Regions from separate parts of the Capra hircus genome. Here region 2 is linked to region 1. Evidence: chromatin contacts called from public Hi-C data. All regions are on one chromosome and are shown on one strand. Each heading gives the region's core, a stretch centred on a gene start, on an enhancer-like site or on the middle of the called end of the contact. The rest is flanking DNA. Distances are from core to core; before and after follow the strand shown. Region 1 holds the start of LOC100861338 (apoptosis-associated speck-like protein containing a CARD). Region 2 holds the start of LOC102181181 (cytochrome c oxidase subunit 6A2, mitochondrial).

Region 1 (4,133 bases), core at 1,079-3,578:
TTTGTTGACACAATTCCATCAAGAGAAGAAACAGCTGCTGGAAGTCATTTCCTGAAGTTTTGCTTTTGTGTTTGGCATGTTTTCTGGGCAAAGTGTAACCTATAATCCCTTTTTGCAGGGGGTGGGAGGGAGCAGCCAAGCCCACTGGTGTCAGTGCCTGAAGGAACCCTAGGAATACTTGCTTTGTGTTCTCCTGTTGGTGGCTCAGACGGTAAAGCGTCTGCCTACAGTGTGGGAGACCCGGGTTCAATCCCTGGGTTGGGAAGGTCTCCTGGAGTAGCAAATGGCAACCCACTCCAGTATTCTTATTTTTTTAGGCTTCTCTGGTGGCTCAGGTTAAAGCGTCTGCCTCCAATGAGGGAGACCCGGGTTCGATCCCTGGGTCGGGAAGATCCCCTGGAGAAGGAAATGGGAACCCACTCCAGTATTCTTGGCTGGAGAATCCCATGGACAGAGGAGCCTGCTAGGCTACAGTCCACAGGGTCGCAAAGAGACAGACACGACTGAGTGACTTCACTTTCACTTTCATCATTTCTCCTGAAAATGGCTCTAATTTTGTAGTTTTTCCCCTATGAAAAATGAAAGAGAAGCTTTGTAGACTAGTCTGTTTCTAAATGCATCTGTTGGATCTTGTTCAGTCGTGTCTGACTCTTGGTGACCCCATGGACTGCAGCATGCCAGGCTTCCTTGTCAAATTCGGCCCCTCACAATTCCAGGCCCTTTGATCATCTCTCTATTTTAATTTTTAGACCTTGGCCACAAGGTTAACTCATGGTTCACAGGTCTAAAGGGCAGACCCTTTAGGGTGGCATTGAAGGAGCCACCAAATGGTGAATGAGGGAGACTATTCCATGTACCTGAGGCAGGAAGGGTGAAGTGTTTGGGGAGCCTGTTGCCCTGTGCGTGGATATGTAGCTCAGGTCCACATGTGCTTCCAGGCTGCAAGTAGGAAAACACACCAAGTACAAGTGGGATTTTCATGTATTGTGTATGAGAAAATCAGAGATTCCAGATAAGTTGGCTGGAACAGCCAGGGGTGGTATGTGGGAGCCATTGCTGGAGAAGGTGCTTCAGCTCTGCTCCAGGTCGTCCACCAGGTAGGGCTGGGTCTCCCTCAGCGCCTGGAGGAGCAGATCCTTGCAGGTCATGTTCCAGGCTGGAACAAAGCTGAAGAGCTTCCTCATCTTATCCGAACTAGTGCGCTCTGCCCGCACTGCCTGGTACTGGTCCTCTGTCAGGACCTTCCCATACAGGGCATCCAGCACCTCATCAACGACTGTGACCCGTGCGATGAGAGCCGCCCGATGCTGTTCCACAAAGTGCAGTCCTGGGGCGAGAGGGAGGAGAGGGGCGGAGCTGGCACCCAGGGTGGGCACTGGAGCCTGTCTATCCCTCTTGAACACTTTTCCCTCAGGTTGCCCTGAATGCAAACCTAAGGGGCAGGGCTCAACAGGACCTACATAGAGTGGGATGCGCTTAACTTTACCTCCTTTTCAGCCAGATGTGGCCCCAGGAGTGTGGGTAGGTGAGTGGGAAGAGTTGGCCCAACTTTGCACGCCCTGAATGCTCTTGGCCTTGACAACAGATTTAGGCTGTGCAGGGGTGCGGTGGGGCGGGGCTGGTGAGGTGTCCAGGTAGGTGAGGTCAGAGATTGAAGGCCTTACCTGGCTTGGCTATCTTCTGGAGAGGGGCCTTGACCTCGGCTGGCACGTTTCTAGCGCCTGTAAGAAAATGTTCAATGGTGTCTCCAAGTCTTTCTGAAGTCTCGGTCTGGAAGCCAAGGTCAGTACCCAGTGCAGGAAGCCTCCCCAGCAGAAGCTTTTATGAAGGGGTAGGAGGAACAGGAAGAGAAAGTGCCTGGAGAGGCAAACGTTGGGGCTGGGAGGGTGCAGATGAAGGGAGGGAGACTGGCCTGGACCTAGGAGTGTGGCGGGGGCGCACTCACCCTTGCTCATCATGGTCTCCTGCAGCTGCTCCGCTACCTCCTGCATGCCCATGTCGCGAAGCACGAGCGCCGTGAGCTCGGCACCGTATGCCTCCAGATAGTAACTGACGAGCTTGTCGGTAAGGTCCACGGCGTCCAGGGGCATCAGGGTCCCCCGGGGGATGCGTCCATAGCCTTCCCGCAGCGGCACTGAAAGCAGTTTCATCTTGAACTTTTTGAACTCGTCCGCGGTCAGGTTCTCCAGAGCATCCAGGATGGCATCGCGTGTGCACCCCATGTCTCCGGGGTCCTCCGCCGCAGCCGCCACTTCCGCTCACTCCGGGTGTCTGCCGTTTGGAAAGCCTCCTCTGGGGCGGGACCAGAAACTCCCCGCCTTCTCTCAATTCCTGTCTCTGCCCCAGAACGTTGCCCTCGGGTGTAAGACTTAACTACTCTCCTGCGCCTTCCCGTCCCCTCCTGGCCATCGGGGGGCGCCCAGATCTCATCCTTTGGCTGATCTCTGAGTGGGGCCCAGATCTCATTCTTTGGCTGATCTCTGAGGAGTGACCCAGACCAGTGGAAAAGGGCTCATGGGTGGTGCCTGCTTCTCTAGGCTTGGACTAGCTAGCTAAATCAGGAACCTGATTTACTGGAGCATCAGGGCTTCGGACTCATGGAATTTTAGAGCCCTGAAATCTCCATGTTTCCCTAAATCTTAGCATCCCCTCTCACATGTCATAGAATCAGAACCCTAACAGCCAGAACCAGGTAGCTTCCCAAATTCCACAAACTGGGGAGAAATGAGGTGTCAAAAAGAGGGTAGAGGTAACTATGTGTGTTTTCTCTCTTTGAGCCTCAGTTTCCTGATGTACAAAATGGGGATGACAACATGCCTTTGTCCACTCTGTAAATATTCCAACATAACATGGGTTACCTGATGGAACCTGAAAAAAGCGTGTTAGTTGCTCATTTGTGTCCGACTCTTTGCGACCCCATGGACTGTAGTCCACACGTCAGCCATTCCCTTTTCCAGGGGATCTTCCTGACCCAGGGAGAGAATTCAGGTCTCCCGCATTGCAAGGATATTCTTTACCATCTGAGCCACCAGGGAAACCTGATGGTGCCTGAAACCTTGCCAAATACCTCCTGGAAGAGCCAGGATTTGTTCCCCCAGGAACTGAATTTCTTGGAAATTGATCACAAGACACACTTGTAATGGTTGAGAAAATTCTTTGCTGAGGGGAAAGTCATGGGTAGAGAGTCATTCTGGGGTCAGGAGGCTTGACCCAGAAGAGTACATGCAAGGTGGCGTGGGTTGATGCTGGAGGCCAGGCCGAGGCTGGAAGCCTTCACTTGCCTTTCACGTGGCTGGGGGGGCCCTGCTGCTCTGCCCCTGTGGACCACACCAGCCTTGTCTTGCACCACATCCTGCCCCCATTCCGTCTCTGAGTTCCAGCTGCACTGTCCTTTCAGTTCCGCAAATGTGCCAGGGTCCTTTGCTTCTCCAAGCCTTGGCACATGCTATTCCCTTCACCTGGAACTCTCTTCCCTCATTCTTTGTCTAACAAGCTCTCAAGATTTTAGGTCTTCAGGGAAATGTTACTTTCTCTGGAGACCAAGTTCAGACTCTCTCCAATTCAAAACACCTGCTACTTATTTGTAGCTCTCGTAACAATTGTGACTGTAAATTGCAACTAGCTCTGTGCATTTGTTTAGCATCAGTCTTCCCTGACAGGCTGTAAATATGCTTGCCCAGTTCATTGTTATAATCTGCAGCATCCAGAGCAGTGCTGGGCCTAAAGGAGCTCAATAAGTTTTTTGTGGGATCAATAATGAGTGAATAGGCCTCATGACTCAAGGGAGATACCAGTAACTAAAGGTGTACCTTCCACATAGTGAAAGTGAAGTCGCTCAGTTGTGTCCGACTCTTTGTGACCCCCATGGACTATACAGTCCATGGAATTCTCCAGGCCAGAATATTGGAGTGAGGAGCCGTTCCCCTCTCCAGGGGATCTTCCCAAACCAGGGATCGAACCCAGGTCTTCTGCATTGCAGGTGGATTCTTTACTAGCAGAGCCACAAGGGAAGCCCTACCTTCCACATAAGCTCTTTAGAAAGAGGCAGTTTCAGGAATATTCTGGCAGTCCAGGGGTTAGGACTCAACGCTTTCACTGCTGTGGGCTTGAAGCCATACAGTCTTCAGTTTTAA
Region 2 (4,133 bases), core at 870-3,369, 200 kb after region 1:
TAGTGTGGGTTCTTCAAACGTCAGTACAAAGAAATGATGGATAACAAGCCTGAAGACACTGCTGCATTCAGTGGGGAAGATATCCACAGTGAGGCTCCAGATCCACTTCTGTCCGAATAATCCACTTTCCCATTTATTTCTATTCCCATTGGCTGACCTTGGCTTCACCTACCAATCTGCGGGGACAGGGCCGAACAGCTTACCAGGTACCAAGACATCTTCCCAAGGGGTCAAAAGATTTTTGTGTTTTCCCATATCCACCAGACTTCTTCAGTGATGACCCACTTTTCACAGAAGTGGGCATGATGCCAGTGTGAATTCTCTTATGTATAAGAACTGTCACATTAAATGAGGATGCTTATAAGATAACTATGCTGTAAGGAAGAGCTCTAATCCAGGAACCTCAGTGCTGTTCTGCAGCCCATGGGGTCGCTAAGAGTCGGACACGACTGAGTGACTTCACTTTCGCTTTTCACTTTCGTGCATTGGAGAAGGAAATGGCAGCCCACTCCAGTGTTCTTGCCTGGAGAATCCCAGGGAGGGGGAGCCTGGTGTGCTGCCGTCTATGGGGTCACACAGAGTCAGACACGACTGAAGTGACTTAGCAGCAGCAGCAGCGCTGTTTTAGAAGGGTGGGGCTGTTCGTGGGTAGAGATGTTTCTTACTCTCTCAGTTGACTGGGACCTGTGAGCATAAGTGCACTGTAAGCAGTGTTAGGAGAGGAGGCCAAAAGTAGTTCTGTGTGTGTGTGTGTGTGTGTGTGTGTGTGTGTGTGTTGGTCATGGGTTTCCGCTCAGGCTCCCTGATAATGACAAGTGAGCTGACTGTCCTAGAAGGTGAATGAAATATCCAGAGCTTGAACCCTTGAACGGGGTCCCCAGAAGCTAGGAGAATCAGACTTCCAGAAAGGGAGCATCTAACTTCCCCCAAATAATACAGAAGACCAGTGAACGATGGTGTAGAGCATGACTGAAATATTCCAAATCCGGAATTAGCTCAAGAAGCCTCTCACATAGGGCTGTAGACAGTGTTTGAAATCACTGTTGTCTCCACACAGCGGGAACTCAGAGAGGCCCTCAGGGCGTGTCAGGCAACCTGTGGTACTTCAGGGCCTGCAGCCCTGAGTTCCCACCGGGCCTCTGTGAGCCGCCTGAATTTCAGTCATTTAATCTCTGAGCATCTCAAATTCCTCCTCTGGAGAAGAGAGAACCGAAATTATGCCTTGCTCCCAGGGTTATCATGAGAAATCAGTGTATGTGAAAGCCTTTTACAACCTAGAGCCCTAACCATGAATAGGTGAAAGGGGAGGGGCTATCTCCTACCTGTCCATCAAGGATGCTCTCGCGAGTCCCTGGGGAGTCAGGATCTCCGGAAGAGCACGTGGAGCACCCGCTGCACTGTGCGCATGCGCCCAGCTCGAACCGGCCCCGCCCCGTGGTCCCCAAGGAGCCGCGGACACACAGCTTCCACAATTTTATTGTGTCTGGGGGCATCAGCCAAGCCTCAAGGCTTTTCATAGCCCGTGGGCAGAGGGTTGACCCGGGGATTGTGGAAAAAAGTGTGGTTGCCGTCTCCCCAGGAGAAGGGCTGCGGAGAGAGAGGGAAGGGGAGCGAGATGTCAGTTTGGGGGTCCCCCATCCCCTGACTCACCCGCTCGCTCGCGTCCGCAAGGGGTCGGTGTACCTTGGTGCGGATGCGGAGGTGATGGTAGGGGATGAACGCCGGGCGCTCGCGGTGGCCCGAGTGGAGCCAGGAGTTGAGGGTGCAGAGGGCCACGCTCGGGAGCGCCAGCGCGAAAGTCAGGAAGCGCCAGGTGCGGGCTGCAGCGGAGGGTGGGGGAGGAAGGCAGGGGTGAGAGAGAGATAGGGGGGTCGCCAGGACCCTGGAAGGCCCCAGGGGCAGGGGGTTGGGGGGGAACCGAGGGACAAGGGCAGGAAGCCACAGGGTCAGGCCCCAGCTGGACTCACCTCCTGTCCCGCCATGCTCTCCCTTGGCCGCACTGGCCAAGCCCCGACTCAAGGACTTCAGAGGCAAAGCCATGTCGGTGGCAGAAGCTGGGGACAAGGGCACTGTCCTTTCCTTCTCCTTCAGTGAGGCCTCGGTTCCCCTCCCCTCTGTTCCTGCCAATCACCTGTTGAGTCCCTTGCATGGGTGGCTATTTTTGGGGGTTTCTATATTTAAAGTGAGGCCTGACTGGCAAGAGGTCTTTCTCTCCAGGCAGCTTGCTCTACTGTGCCTCTTATTTTGGTAAGGGGACATTTAAAGTACAATAAGCCATGCTTTTCTTAGTTGGAGGGAAGTAATTTTGCTCAATACTCTAGACCCCGTGATTGGCACACAGTAGGCCTTTAATAAATATTTGTAGAATGAATGAAGTGTCCTTTTGAATCTCAGGGTTTTTTCAGGTGTATACTGTATAATAATTTGTACCTTAAATGATCTCAGTGAAGTTTAAGTAAAGTAACAGAGGAAGTTTTAGTAACTTGTTGAACAGTTGAATGTTATATATAGTATTGCTAAATTATTCTGGGGCCCTCACTGAGCTATAATGGAATTCTTCCTACAGTTGCTTTTTCCCAATCGGACTTTGGAATTGCTACTGAGAAGACAGGGCCTTATTTCAGTTACAATTACTTGATTTCTTTGTCTACAGGCAGTCCAAATCTTAAACCTCCTCCCTACTCAAGATTATGGCTCTTGGTAAAAACAAAAATGGAGTATTTTTACCCGAAAAGGTCCTAGGTTCCTCTCTCTCCCCTCAGAGTTTTGCTGGTCATCACCAAACAATTCCCTGGGGATTCCCATCCCGTAGTCTCACCCTGGACGATCCCACTAAGAGCTCTTCTGTCTGGTGCTTGGCCAATGGCCCAAGGGCTGCTAGCATCCTCTGCTGTTGTCGCCCTCTTGTGGTGCACATGCTCAAGTACACCTATTGCAGAAACTGATGAGACCATCCTGGCAATTTGTGATAATCTCATTACTACAGATTCTGGGCTTCCTGGATGGCCCAGTGAGTAAAGAACTTGCCTGCAGTGCAGAAGACACAGGAGACGTGGGTTTGATCCCTGGGTTGGGAATATCCCCTGGAGGAGGAAATGGCAATCCACTCCAGTATTCTTGCCTGAAAAAAATCCATGGACAGAGGAGCCTGGTGGGCTACAGTCCACAGGGTCACTAAGAGTCAGACACGACTGAGCAACTAAACACTGATGTGTGGGGGAAAGGCACTGGACCCAAATAAAAAGCATTGTTTAGTTGCTTTTCTATGTTATTGCTATAGAAATAACCACGATCTCATTGACTGGCCGGCAAAGCCACTGGGAAGACTTAAATTGGGTGTGGTCACTTCCTTGGTCACTTTGGTTAACTTGCCCAAGTGTGTCCACATTGGAAAGAAGACAAGGATAAAAGAATCTGAGTTTGGGGACTTATCTGGTGGTCCAGTGGCTAAGACTGTGAGCTTCCAATGCAGGGGGCTTGAGTTTGAGCCCCGATTGGGGAGCTGGATTCTACATTCTACAGGTTTGATTTGCCACAACTGAGAGTTCATGTGCCACAGTTAAACAGATCCTGCCTGCCACAACTAAGACCCAGTGCAGCCAGTGAAAAAGAGAGAAAGAACCTGAGTCTTAGCATTAAAAAACCTGAGCAACCAGAAGTGATTCCTTGATTCAGTTAATATTTATTGAGCTCCTACTGTGTCACACACTAGGCCAGAGACTCTGGGGGAGTCACACAAGTGACCTGATGTCGTGATGATCCCTAATGCCGCTGAAGCAGACGCCACATCTGCGATAGGAGAGTTTGGGAAAATTTTCAGTGGAGCTGGGGCTCATATAATTAGGACTTCAGGTGATAGAAAAGGGGGAAGGGCATTCTGGGAAGTCAGAAATAAAATAAGTACAAAAGCATGAAAAGCCATAGCCAGCAAAGCTGCAGAGATGGGGCAGAGCTAGGGTGAGGATCTCTGATGTTCGTGCTGGAGCATTTGACTCTTGTGCAGGCCACGCTGGGGGTGGGGCTTAGGACACAGATGCTTTGAAGCAGGGGAGTGACATCAGATTTGATGTTGGAGCCTGGGGTTTAAGGGAGCACTATCATTGGTGGATTATACAGATGATGAACCAGAACGC

Evidence for each region. Hi-C and Micro-C count contacts between places; a contact is called where the count stands out from the background.
Region 2: a Hi-C map of blood shows a contact between it and region 1, with 3 times the contacts expected there. The contact joins the promoter of LOC102181181 here to the promoter of LOC100861338 in region 1. A contact is called at or near these places in 3 of 5 Hi-C or Micro-C datasets (all in blood).

What each region holds. Positions count from the first base shown.
Region 1 is chr25:27,157,183-27,161,315 of ARS1.2, forward strand. It overlaps LOC100861338 (apoptosis-associated speck-like protein containing a CARD), which reads right to left and starts at 2,329. Exons shown (of 3, transcript XM_005697733.3): 1 at 1,946-2,329; 2 at 1,665-1,721; 3 at 964-1,327. The coding sequence starts at 2,222. The coding sequence ends at 1,071.
Region 2 is chr25:27,353,489-27,357,621 of ARS1.2, forward strand. It overlaps LOC102181181 (cytochrome c oxidase subunit 6A2, mitochondrial), which reads right to left and starts at 2,120. Exons shown (of 3, transcript XM_005697738.3): 1 at 1,968-2,120; 2 at 1,684-1,820; 3 at 1,459-1,587. The coding sequence starts at 2,040. The coding sequence ends at 1,504. LOC102180368 (integrin alpha-D) reads left to right here. Exons shown (of 30, transcript XM_018040561.1): 30 at 4-369. The coding sequence ends at 120.